2 separate regions of the Arabidopsis thaliana genome follow, and region 2 is linked to region 1. The links are chromatin contacts, called in public capture Hi-C maps. All regions are on one chromosome and are shown on one strand. The core of a region is the stretch at or near the end of the contact, and the rest is flanking DNA. Distances in the headings are between cores, read along the strand shown. Region 1 holds the start of AT2G22760 (basic helix-loop-helix (bHLH) DNA-binding superfamily protein). Region 2 holds the start of BLH4 (BEL1-like homeodomain 4).

Region 1 (7,078 bases), core at 220-2,719:
TGCGTTGGAGAGCAAGTTCCTGATCTGCTTACGGAAAAATATATTCAAACTCAAATTGCGAATGCCGAGACCATTTCAATTTTTGGGTTTTTGTCGAAGGGATGATGAGCAAATTAAAGCTAGTCCACCTTTTTAATAAAATTGCTTGTGAAGAAGAAACAATTAGGTCCAATATTACTAGAGACAAAGGCAATTTATAATTTTAATATTTTTGGTACTGTTTAAAAAAAACTATCAGTACCAATTGAACAATTTCTAATTTTGATATTTATAATTTAGTTAAAAATATGTTTGTCATATTAATTCTTTTTTTGCTCATATTAATTCATTATCCAGTTTTTTAGTCATTACATTTTTATTTTTTTTTTGTTTAGTCATTACATTGAATTAGTCGAATCAGTACATAATCGTTTCATCAGAGAACTAGTGAATTAAACCGACCCAGACTAATTGGAAGCCTTAATTTTGGATCTTATATTGTAGGCATATTAACTTTTTAATTTTCTTACATAAATCCTTCATATGAAATGTTTGTTTTTAAATGGCCATGGCCCAGAACCATTGCATTTTTGGGCTGGATAGTGGATGTATATGTGAATTCGTCATCATACCAACCTGGTCTGGCCTCTTATTAGTGCAGTTAAGACTAAATAACCCGTTTGGTAGGGAGTAGGGACATTTATTATGTCTGGGGTCGTTATCGCCTTATCGGAATCAAATTGAGTTTAAAGACAAAACAGTATGATCGATTAATTATCAAACACAACTTGTTTATAAATGTATAGATGTCGACATCCACATGGTATCATAACTTCTTCTGCAACATATCCCTCGATATCATATCCACCATTAATCTAATTTATTGCAGTATAACGAGTCGAGATATGTTCATGAATTTTCAAACTCATTAAAAAATTGTTGTAATTTTTTGTTTCGTAAGTAAATTTTGTTTTTTTTCTCTTTCAATTTAACAATGTAATTTTCTGGATGAAAAATTTGCAAACGGTATAAAACTTAACATTTCATATGATTTTTTTTTGGATAAAATTACAATTAAAATAATAAATAAAAGATAATAAAGTATAACTTTTGTATATTTTCCTTTATAAAAAGTAATGAGGTTGTTAGATGGACGGGAAGACGGGGACGAGGCTTTACAGAGTTTTTCTATATCCTTGTTGTTTCCGAGTGGGAATAAGCTCAACACCAAAAACACGTGCTTATTTTATTTACACGTCTCTCTTCTCTTACTTTTTTTTTTTGGGTCCATAACACGTAGTTTTTTTTTTTTCAAATTCATAACACGTATATGAATCTCAGACCACTAGAAGCCAACAAATTATACGATCATTATAGACAATAATGAGAAGACTTCTAGTTTCGATCATAATATGTTTAGTTTATACATATACGTCACGTTTTATGCATTATATACACAATCTGGTCAACATAATTATGGAGTGGAGAAAATAATTTAAGCCGCGTCTCGTTGTCGAATATATAGTAAGAATACCTGAAAACACTTTCTATTCATAAACCCTTTACGACAAAACAATAAAGACGTCTCTCGATTTATCTTTGTCTTAATCAGGAAACTATTTGACATTTCTTTATCGATTATTACTTCATATTCGGGTATGGATGAAGATTTTTTCTTACCCGATTTCTCACTAGTAGACATTGATTTCGACTTTAATATTTACGAAGAAAATAATTTATCACCTGATGAATCTTTATCAAATTCACGAAGAGCTGATCAATCGTCAAAGTTTGATCATCAAATGCATTTTGAGTGCCTCAGAGAGAAGCCAAAGGCAGCGGTGAAGCCTATGATGAAGATCAACAACAAGCAACAACTGATTTCTTTTGATTTCTCTAGTAATGTTATTTCTTCTCCAGCCGCGGAGGAGATCATTATGGATAAATTGGTTGGTCGTGGAACCAAAAGAAAAACATGTTCTCATGGCACAAGATCTCCGGTTCTTGCGAAAGAACATGTTTTAGCCGAGAGAAAGCGCCGTGAGAAGCTTTCTGAAAAATTCATTGCTCTTTCAGCTCTCCTTCCCGGGCTTAAGAAGGTATTGCAAATTTAAATTGTAAATTATCGATAAATTTGTTATATATTTAACTATAGATATTTTCATAGTGAAGAAAAAATAATAATTCATCAGTGTCAATTGGTTTTGAGAATACAAAACTATCTTGTGGTTTTTTAGGCGGACAAGGTAACGATTCTTGATGACGCGATCTCGCGTATGAAACAACTCCAAGAACAACTAAGAACGCTCAAGGAAGAAAAAGAAGCAACGAGACAAATGGAATCCATGATTCTTGTAAAGAAATCTAAAGTGTTTTTCGACGAGGAACCTAACCTATCATGTTCTCCTTCAGTTCATATTGAATTCGATCAAGCATTACCAGAAATCGAAGCGAAAATTTCTCAAAATGACATTCTCATCCGAATCCTTTGCGAGAAAAGCAAAGGGTGCATGATCAACATACTAAACACAATTGAAAACTTTCAATTGCGCATTGAAAATAGCATCGTATTGCCATTCGGAGACTCGACTCTCGACATCACAGTCCTTGCACAGGTGATCATTAATAACTATATATATATGCAATACTAAAATGGATAACTCGTAGTTCATCCAATATAATATTGATGTATTAATGAAACTGATAATCTACAATTATGCTTTCTTAACTTTTTGTGTGGCAGATGGATAAAGATTTTTCGATGAGTATACTTAAGGATCTTGTACGGAACCTGAGACTCGCAATGGTTTAGGTCTTCTTTCAAGTTTTAGTAACCTGAGACTGTACATTGACACAATCGTTTCGTGGATTTGCTATCGTTTTCTTCTTGAGATTTTTTCACACGTGCCCACATGTTTGATGTGTTTTTTTAGCAAAGCTATTTCCGATAACGACCGTTGAGAATTAATTTAGATGTAACATTTTTTGTTTGTTAATAATGAATTTAAAATATAACAGAATTGTTTTTTTATTAAGTGGCAGAAATAAATGTGGCCTTATCCGCTGTCCAAAAAAAAAAAACAAATGTGGCCTTATCCTTAGCATGGTCGTAATGCCTTCTGACTTGTTAAAGTATTTTGTAATTATTGACAAACCCTCTTCAATTCTTAATGAAATTCACATTCATGTCAACAAGAAACATATTGTAGAAAGCAAACCTTTTAACCAATCAAAAAAAAAAAAAAAAAGGAAAAGAAGATTGCTTGACATTAAAAAGATATTGTAGAAAGCAAAATTACATCGAAGGTCAATGTTACAAAATTCTGAAATATTTACGAAAAAATAGTAGGGCATGAAAATGGATTAAAAGAATTAACTTAATTATCTATAGTTTTGCCCCAATAAAGATATACAATTATAGTTTTCGTAATTTATTTTGAAAGTTTCAGTAGTTAGCAAATTCAACAACTTAGCTACATTTGCTTTCGACAAAAAAAAAAGCTACATTTGCTCAAAAAAAAATGACGCTAAATTCAACCAAATTTATTACTATTTACCAATAACTATTTAGAAGTCATAGGGCAAGGGCAGTATCGGAGGGACGTGACCAAATAATAATTGCCGCACGACGCGGTACGATTAAAAGCCAATTCAAAACCTTTGAGTACCACCTAACAAAATCATTTCTTGGATACGTTTATACTCACCCCAAATCTGGGATACTAATCAATTATAAAGTTAAGATAAAGATTTTTAATAAAAATAATAATTCAGCGCATCGATTAAGAATAAAATTACAATAAATTAAGCTTATTAAAATTTCTTTCTTATTTCTTGATTTCCGATATAAATAGTCACACGATCAAGGGTCAGCTATAGCTTGATAACATTTAACTTTGTGATCTTCGGATTGACACATGTCTTATCTCTGTTAATAACGCTTTTAAATGGCTCATATACCAAAATGTTTTGCCTAATTACTTCTCTTAATAAGTTTCGAATTTAAAAACTCCCTTCATATCGAGAAAGGAGTGATCACATGAATCACATGTACTATATATCACGTGATCAATTCAATCCGTTAAAAGTTTTTTTTTCCTTCCGTCAACAACTTGTCTTTTGCCACAAACAAAAAAGTTAAAGGATAGTCAACCACTGTGAATACCTCACAATAATTAATTACTATATATTTTATGGTTTCCATCTCTTTGAATATCGACACGAACATGTTACTTCAGCTTCCATTGTCTTGGATTTTGATTAGTGAATAATCGTAGAGGTTTTGACATAACCACAAGAGCATGTGTGCCATAATATGCTTGATTAATGATAGTTTTCCCTGATTCACCTTAATTATATTGTCTAATTTGCTATTATAGTATCATTCAGAGCATGCAGATGAAAAAACTAAATTCGGTGGGAAAAGAAGAAGTCAATTTCACGGGACACTAGTTTGTAATCAAAATTGTTATATTTAATGAAAAAAACACTCTCGGGACGATTTAACTCTAAAGTCTCTAACCACTGCAGTTGAAAGTTTATCAAAAGCGTGGCCATATGTATACATGAGAAATCACGTGTTTGCTCTATTACGTAGTCAACATCACCTTTAAATATCATTGTTATTGATAACTTAAGGAATTAATCAATCGTCGTTCAAACATTGCATTATGTAAGTAAATGCATTTGTAACCATTCATCTACATTTTAAAAGCGTTTTTTTTTTTTTGTCGAAATACATTTTAAAAGCGTTAAGACTTGAGAGAGTAGTCTTAATCAATTGTTAGGTATAAATTTTTTTCCAGAATTGATAACGAACATCCATAATACAAAAAAAAAATTAGAAATTCGGATTTTCCTTATTAGAAATATTTACTAACGAACATTCATAAAACCATAACCACAGTTTTAAACTTGTGGAGATGATTTTTGTTTTTTTCATGTATATAGAAAAATTATTTGAAGGTTCAGTTTTTTAACAACATAAATTATAAACAAAAAAAAAAGTCCAGATGGTGATAGCGTGGTATAATACTAGCATAACCACAACTTAGATTACAATCTACAAATCATGTTCAATCTGACGAGTTTCAAAAATACCCAAAAGTTTTTGTTGGAAACAAATTAAGAGTGAACTGAAAATCTTTCTTTGATAATGTGGAGTTTATGTACTCCATTAAATTATTCAAACGATCCTTGTAGTGAGAAGGTTCATTCGATATTTGTTTATCATCATAAATCTCCGCAATTAATATGTAGACAATAACAATAAATAAAATTTGTAAGGAGTAACATGGAGGGTGGAGATCATTAACTGATATAAACTATAAAGGCTTTAATAAAATGGATCTCAATCTTTTCCAGAAAGAATAGCATCTTAAAGGTGGATATATCATGAAATCATTTTTACTCAATTTTGTTATATATTATTCACGAACCATTTAAATTATTTGTATTAAATAATTCAGATAAAGAGTAAAGTAATGACATGTACGAGTACTACTAATTAATCTGGTGTTTGCCTGTTTGTATATTCGTACAGATCTCAAATTGTTATTTCTTTTTTGAATTATAATTAATCAAGACGTATAACTAATACTCTCTCTGTTCATCTTAATATGCATTGCAATATGGTGCTTACACAAAAAAAAAAAAAGCATTGCAATATGGGAAAAAATTATTTATTATCCACATAAACACTGTTGGTGATAAATATTTGTTATGTATAGTAACATTGTATGCTTGAGGTACACTGAACCACATTTTTTTCAATTCACCAATTAATGATGTGAATAAAGACATCAAGACAAAAAGAAAAAAAAAACAGAAAAAAAGACATCAAGACTTCATTGAGCCCGTAACCAAAATTATCAAAACAATTATTATCCCTTCATATATGGATGTAAGTTGTATGGAAAATGATTACATTCACAACAAATGTGTTTTTTGTTTTGTTTTTTGGCAATGCATATTGTAAATTTAATTACGAATGGCATGACACATGGATGATATTTAAACAAACCACTATATCACATATGTTGTCGCTATAAAAAATATTTATTATTGGGTTAATCGATCCCAGGTCCTAGAATTAGTTTTGATCTCTTTGCTATATATAAGAACAATCGGTATATTATAATAAGAATGCATTGACCTAAAAAATACTATTAATAATAATATTAATGCAATAATGAGGCAAAACAATTAATCACACATGATTCACGAGGATAGGAAAATGGTTCCAGAGACAACTTCACAAAGAGTGATTATTATGGTATTTATTGTATTTTAATTATTAAAAAAAAAGGAAATTAACAGCAAAATCTATATTGTAAACTCACTTTACGTAGAAAAACTTCTTCGATATAATATTATGGCTTTGATTGGTAGGTTATGAGGACGTGGAAAACATAGATTAAAAGGCAATTCTAAAAAAGACCACTAAAATGATTTTGTTCGGAAAATACCATTTAGTATTTTTGATTATTTTTTTCAAAAATACTACTAAAAGATTTTTTCCTAAATACCACAAAACTAAAACTAAATATAAAATTTTCAGAATTAAATCCTAAATCCTGAAAAATAACCTTTAAAATTAAACCCTAATCCCAAAATACTAAATTCAAACCCAAAATTTTAAATTTTAAACCCCTAAAAATCATTTTTAGTGTTTGTGTTATTCTTACTAACCGCAATCCGTCTCATAACCAGTTAAGCATATAGGATATTTTACAAATTCCTATGCAATGTGAAATATAGTTGACTATTTGTATTCTGGAATCTTTTATATCATGGTTGAATTTTTAAATTAATTAGTAAAAAATAATTCTTAAAAGTGTTTTTTGGAAAAATATTGATTTTGCTAAAGTTTTTTGGAACAATCATGAATCTGCGCTGCTGTATTAATAACTTAATTAGTAATTCTATACACAAACTCAATTATAGATCTTCGATTCACAAAGAAGCACGGAAATTAAGATTGTGTATAGAACTAATCTTAATTTCATAAGTAACTAATTTATAATTAAGTTATAATTTATTCACAATCTCAATTATAAATTTGACTCAATTATAACTTAAATATTTCACCATTTATTTA
Region 2 (6,644 bases), core at 4,125-6,624, 440 kb after region 1:
AAAAATCTCCAAAGTCTCTAACGGAGAAAGAAGTGTTCTTATCAGGAATATTGCCAGAGTGGCGTAGACCAAGCGTAAGAGACACGTCACCAGTCTGTTTGGTCCCGAATCTTATGACGTTCACACCATCTCCGTCGACGTGGAAGTCACTGACGTCTTGCTGACACGTGGCGACGGTGAACGCGTCTGAACCGCCGTGAGAAGCGGCGGCGACGGAAGAGAGGAATGAAGAGTCGTTTTCGTGATGTGTCGATGTCATCGTCGTTGGAGTTTGTGCGGTTATGACAGTGAAGTTGTTTTCATTGTTGTTGGGTTTCGTGTCGTTGTTGTTTGTTTGTTGCTGTCTTCTTTGTTGTTGTTGATTTTCATTTTCTTCTTCTGCTTCTTCTCTTTCTTTTGCTTCTTGTTGATACATCTCTTCCACCATTGGTTTCCATAGGCGAACCCTAGCATTTATGAACCAATTTGACACCTGAAAAAACGAGACATATGAACTAATATTAATCACAATTTACTCTTAACAAGTTTATAATATTAAAAGAAACTTAACTTTTAGAAGGAAAAAAAAACTTTTCAATGAAATGTGAAATACTCCTTTTTACATTAAATATGGTTTTGATTGTTTTTGTATATACTTCATTTGTTTTATATTAAGTAAAGTTAAAATAATAAGTCATTTACTGTGAAGAAAATTAGTTTAAACAAATGAAACAAAAAAAATAGGATAGCTAAAACCTTAAGTTAAAATGATAGGAAAGGAGTAAAAATTATGATACATGTGTTTCCTTTGAGACATCTATTAAAAAGAAGATATATATTAAATTTTTCATTATATTCTTACAAGAACAAGATAACTTTTGACATGTTTCAAGTAATTTTGATTTGATGTTAACTTATGTATTTACTGAAAGGCTTAGATGAAATTTCTAAATTAAAAATTTGAAACATAATAATGTTTTTTTATTTGAACACATGAAACATAATAATGTTAAAACAACAATTTGAAGGTTGAAATATACTAATGGATATTTGAAGCCAAGTGTAATAAACTACTTGTGATGTAAATAATTAATGTGTACAAGACTTAGAGGTCTGCTAGTTAACATTGAAATGAAAGCTTCAAACTTTCATGTACTTGAGAAATACTTACATCTCTCTCTCCTATGTTTTATATATCCTTGTGTGTGTAAGTGTAGATAATGTATTTAATGAAGAAAACGAACCCCAAGAAAAACAAATGATTCGTGATATTGAAAATCCATGCAAGAGAATAGACATGAAGCCACTCATGTCAGATTTTGCATGATGAAATGATTGATATATATGGTAAATTGTGAGTTAAGTACATATATGTAAATGAGTAATTAAAAGGGTTCTTGTATGATAAGTATGAAAACATATTATATTAAAAAAATATTGATGTATGTATCTATATAGATAAAGGCTGACCTGATTTCTGGATAAACCAGTCTGTCGTGCTAAGAGGTGCTTATCAGCATCGCTTGGGTACCTGAGAAAGAGACCAGAAAATGACTTCACAATCTTTAGAACCCTAAACCAATAATTTTTTTCTTTTCTCTTTTTTTGAATATAGATAGAGAGGAAAAACACAATCAAGTAGATGCAAGAAAAGGTACAAACTTTCTCCTTACAAGGGCGTGAGAATCTAAGGGACAAAAGAAAAAGCTGATTTCAGAATAGAAGCATTTTATTTTATTTTTGTATCTTAACTTATTTTTCATCATAAAGCAAAATATTTATCTGTACAACTCTTCTCTTCTTTACTTCACTAACAACAAAATAGTAAAATTCTGCAGACATTAAATAGAGAAAGTACTGATGAATAATGACAGAAGAAATTGCTTTTTTCAGCTTTTAGATTTTTTTTTTCCTCTTTTTGATTTCTGTCTTTCTTAAGGGACAATATACCAATGAAACTGTACCACTGACAAATCTGAGACTTATTTTTTTGTAGTTATGTTAATGGCATTGTTACTTCTTTTGATAATAGTATGTGGAATGAATTAAAGCAAATTAAAGAAAAAAAAACTATAAAGGAAAGGTTAGGCAGAGACAGAGAAACCCTTAGGATGCTATTATGATCCCAAAGCATAAAAGTTTGCGATCTCACTCTGCAAACTTCTTTTGTTGCATTAATTATTTAAACCCTTTAATTTGCCATGCAATATAACCTACATTAATATAAATATAAACATACAGTTTTCATGAAAGTCTCCTAGTCAATGAATTGTTACCCTTGTTATTTTGGAGTACTCTTAGCTGACCATTCTTATGGGTGGTATGAAAAGGAAAAAATATTTGATATTTAAATTTTTATTAGTAGTAATAAACATAAAATAATCAAACTCAGTGAAGAAACGGAACTTCATTTTACAAAAATTATTTTGGTTTTCTAAAAAAGCCAGCAGCTTTTAATTTTGATTGAAATAGAAATATATCTTCCCGCATAACAAAAGAGTTATAAAAAAAAAAATTTTTTTGTCACTTTCATAACTTAAGTTTAATAAACGTATATTAGTTAAAGTCTTGGTATCAATGCATTATGGTAGTCTACATTTTATAATGTATAGTCAACATTCAAGAAGATTAGTATTATCGAAGAATAAGAGTAGGTAAGTATTATTAAGGGATTAGAAAATGGACTTACGGATTAAGAAAATGCTCGAATAGCCAAGCTCTAAGGATATTAACGGAGCGTTCAGGCAAACCACGTTGCGGTCTCCATGCCTCTTGCTCCATCATACCCATATGATGAAACGCTCGTTGCTGACGCAAACTCTGCTCTAGCAAACGCAATCGCGGCGTTTCCCCTTTGGTTAACCCCGAGGATGCAGCCCCTGCCGCCTCTTTATCCCCTAGAAGCTCACAGCTGCGTTTAAGCTGAACCGCTACCGCGTCTTTCAAACACCGGAAATGCCTAGACATTGCCTTTTGAGCTAATGTCGTGTACGGAACCGCCGCGCCGTAACCCATTACTTGGTCGAATGAGTTCACTACCATTTGCATTTGTTCGCAGTAGTGGTTGTACCGTCGGTCCACCTACAAATTAAATTTTAAATAAATGAACTATACATAGATGAGTTCTTGTTTTTTTTTTATTAGCTCAATTTCTAAGATAAAATATAAACCTCAAGTGATTAGTTCGTTTAGATACTTCAATGTGTTATCTTCTCTTGCTAACAATTTATGCTATCTTGGAACATATACTAAATTCTTGAAAGAAGATAATGTCAACTACAAAATAAATTGTAAGATAAATAATGAAGTAACTTCAAGGACTAGTTTTGGTTACGTAGTGAAGGTGGCTAGCTTATATGGAGAAGGAAACTCTAATTTAAAATTTATGGTTGTGAAGACTAAATCACTTAATCAATCATATATTAATTTCTTATGTTAAATTTGATTAAGCGATGCCACCAAACGCGTGACACAAAATATGCATTAATATATCAAATTAGACCATATAACACCATATAATGATATTAGTTAGAAAAATTATATAAGTGATAGTAGGATTGCGTAATCAGGCTTTACCAACTAGAGCATGTGTCGTGCTCTTGTACCAGTCGGTCATTCTCTATACATTTATTTTTTTAAGAAAATAACATATATAGAGTTTATGAAAATATTGGTCGATTTAGAATTAATTATATAAGAAGAAAAAAATCACGAAGAAAAATAAAATTTTGTAGCGATTGATATGAAATTGGTTGTTTGATCAATTCAATCATTAGAACGGTTCATTAAAAGTTTGATAGAAAATTAATTAGTTTGGTTAGAGAAAAAATATTGAGTGAAAACGTTACCTCTTCAAGCATAGATAGTAGCTTGACTTTTCTTCTTTGATGTTCAATCCGATCAGCCGGAGACAAAGGAGGACTATCATTAGCTGTTCCGGCCGATGACGAGGACCCTCCGCCTCCTCCTCCACCGGTAGTATTAGGGTTTGAGTTGTTCCTACTAAGTTTGTTCTTCTTGAAATGTCCTCTTCCAACACTACAAAACTCTTCCAACAACTCTTGAGCCGGTTTCGTATATTTCGAATTCCTCAACGTGTAGATCCCTCCAATGGATGAAGAAGCCGCCATGGGAGATGATGATGATGAACCAAAATGTCCAACAACTTGATGGTGATGATGTTGAGAAGAAGAATTCTCAAGAAGAAGATTCTTGAACTGATTGAATTGATGATGATGAGCGGATGCGTTAGAAGAAGAAGAAGTTCCATCAACGGCTGCACAATAAATGCTTCTATATTCCTCGGCTTTAGCTGCGGCTAATGAAGATGAGAGAGATAAAGACAAACCCTTTCCTCCTTCCACGTGGACGGTTCCGATCATATCTCGGTTTTGATGATGATCGGAGGAGGAAGATGGCCATGTAAAGTGTTGTTGTTGCTGCGGCTGCATAGTGTTTTCGTCGGTGAAAGCAAAACCTTGATGATGATTTGGTAATAACATATGAAGAGTTGAGTTATTGTTGTTGTTGTGACGGTTTTGTTGCTCTAGCAACTGTTTAGTAGACTGATCAAGAATCTCTCCACCGGAACCGCCGCCACCTCCGCCAGGGTAAGCAAACATTTCAGACAACATTCCGGCGGTTTCATAAACCGGAATTTGAGCACCGGAGACGACGGCGGATTCATCTACTTCCTCTTGATGAGTGGTTGATGATGATCGGTGGAATCCATTAGAGAAGGAAAAGATTCCTTGGTGATGATGATAATCTTGTGACATAGAAGAAGTTGTAGTAGCTAAACCCATATCTTGTTATTCATTATATCTTTTTTCCAAAGCTCTTGGATCCTGTAAGGATTCAGACATACACAGAGAATCTTATATAACACATACAAAAAAAAAATACAAGAAAAAGAAAGAGAGAGAGAGAGAGAGGAGTCAACTAGGTATTATACAGTTTTTCTCCAATCTCTTTCTTGTAACTCTTTTAAGGTTCTCACTTTCAGCTTCGGTCATCATCTACATATATGGTATAGAGAGAGAGAGAGAGAGAGAGAGGAAGTACCTTGGAGTTGCAGAGAATTAAAGAAATGATTGATGATGAGCTTATAGCTATCGTTTTCTTCTATACCTCTCTCTCTAGCTTTCTTTTTCTTGAGTACTCTTTTTATTTTATATTTCTCTGTTAGTGAGAGTTTTTATTCAGCAAATTCTGCAAAACCAAAAACTTATAAAAAAATCTCTCCCAAAGAGAAAGGAAGAGAGAGGGAAGAGAGAAGAAGAGGTCGCTGTTCTTTCTTCATCGCCTCCCTTTTTAACCCACCAATCTTCTTTAATATTTTTTTGTTATTAAAATCTTGATTTATCATTTTTTTATAATGAAGTATTTTTATAAACATCTTCTTTTTAATTTTAATCGGCAAAGGTTTCTTCATATCAATAACGATGAGGAGGAAAGACAAAAAAAAACTATACACATCCTGAAATTACGAAATTATCCTTGTTTTTTTTTCTTGTCTTTTTTTTTTGTCAACGTTATTATTTATTTATAAGAGAAAAAAAAACTTTTTATCACGGAAATGTCGGCTGATATCAACATTTTAAAGGAGTTAATTTGGAAACTAATTTATGAAAGCAAACTAAAAAGAATAGGAAGATAAGGTGAGTCCAAAGGTCATATCTCAATGAACCAAACCACCACCATAAATACTTCCACATATTTTTGTGCTTCAATATATTCTTATTTCGAGCCAAAATAAAATAAAATAAAATATTCTTATTTGACAAATTAAATACTTATATAATATTCCTATGATGCTCTCTAATTTTATTCTTTAATATTGTGTGTATTTGTTGTTTAGGGGAGACCTATGTCATTTTAGACTACTTTTTCATGTATGTACATTTATTCAATTAACTAATCATACGATATATCAAAAATCGATCAAATTATAATATGAAACAAATGAAATACATAAAAATCGATCAAATTATAATTACATTTTGGTAACATATGTGGCTAAATCAATTATTTTAAATTTCTTTGCAGAAACCGCTATATTACATCTATCATCACGAAATCGTAAAAAAAAAAGCATTAGAGATTACCTCAAGCTTGATATGATAAAGCAAAAATCTAGCTGCAAATCGAGGTTGTTTCATTTTGTGTTAATTGATTAGGAAATATCTCATTCTGTGTTAAACGATACTCTCAACTTTCAAAATATTATTTTATATCTATATTAATTAATAAAACTTTATCACTCAAAGATTATTGAAATTTTTTTAAAATTGCTTTTTAGATTACCCATTTTAAAAAATATCCCTTTAACAATAATATTTTTAAAAATACCATTGTTTTAAAAAAAACCTTGATGTTATGACAACATGCCTGATGACTAAACCTCCAAATCATCTTTACAAAATATTTACTAAAATCCAAAGATTAATCCTCTGCACGATTTCACGGTCGGCCGATAGCCTTTCACCATCATCGATGTTTGTAATATGTAAACCATCCACACACAACTAATGCATGGAAAAAACGAAATTTTATGGTTCTGTAGTTTCACAACTACACCTTCAGCTATCTCTTTTTCTAAACCTATACTTATAAAATTAATTTCAGCCATACATTATAATGACGTTGTATAGATACAAACACAA

The links. Capture Hi-C pulls out chosen DNA fragments and counts their contacts.
Region 2: a capture Hi-C map of root shows a contact between it and region 1, with 2.4 times the contacts expected there. The contact joins the promoter of BLH4 here to the promoter of AT2G22760 in region 1. A contact is called at or near these places in 1 of 26 Hi-C or Micro-C datasets (root) and 1 of 3 other capture datasets (root).

The regions. Positions count from the first base shown.
Region 1 is chr2:9,676,375-9,683,452 of TAIR10.1, forward strand. It overlaps AT2G22760 (basic helix-loop-helix (bHLH) DNA-binding superfamily protein), which reads left to right and starts at 1,470. Exons shown (of 3, transcript NM_127841.3): 1 at 1,470-2,078; 2 at 2,217-2,594; 3 at 2,723-3,128. The coding sequence starts at 1,638. The coding sequence ends at 2,791.
Region 2 is chr2:10,107,953-10,114,596 of TAIR10.1, forward strand. BLH4 (BEL1-like homeodomain 4) reads right to left here and starts at 5,375. Exons shown (of 5, transcript NM_179713.3): 1 at 5,044-5,375; 2 at 3,828-4,826; 3 at 2,669-3,060; 4 at 1,450-1,510; 5 at 1-472. The coding sequence starts at 4,784.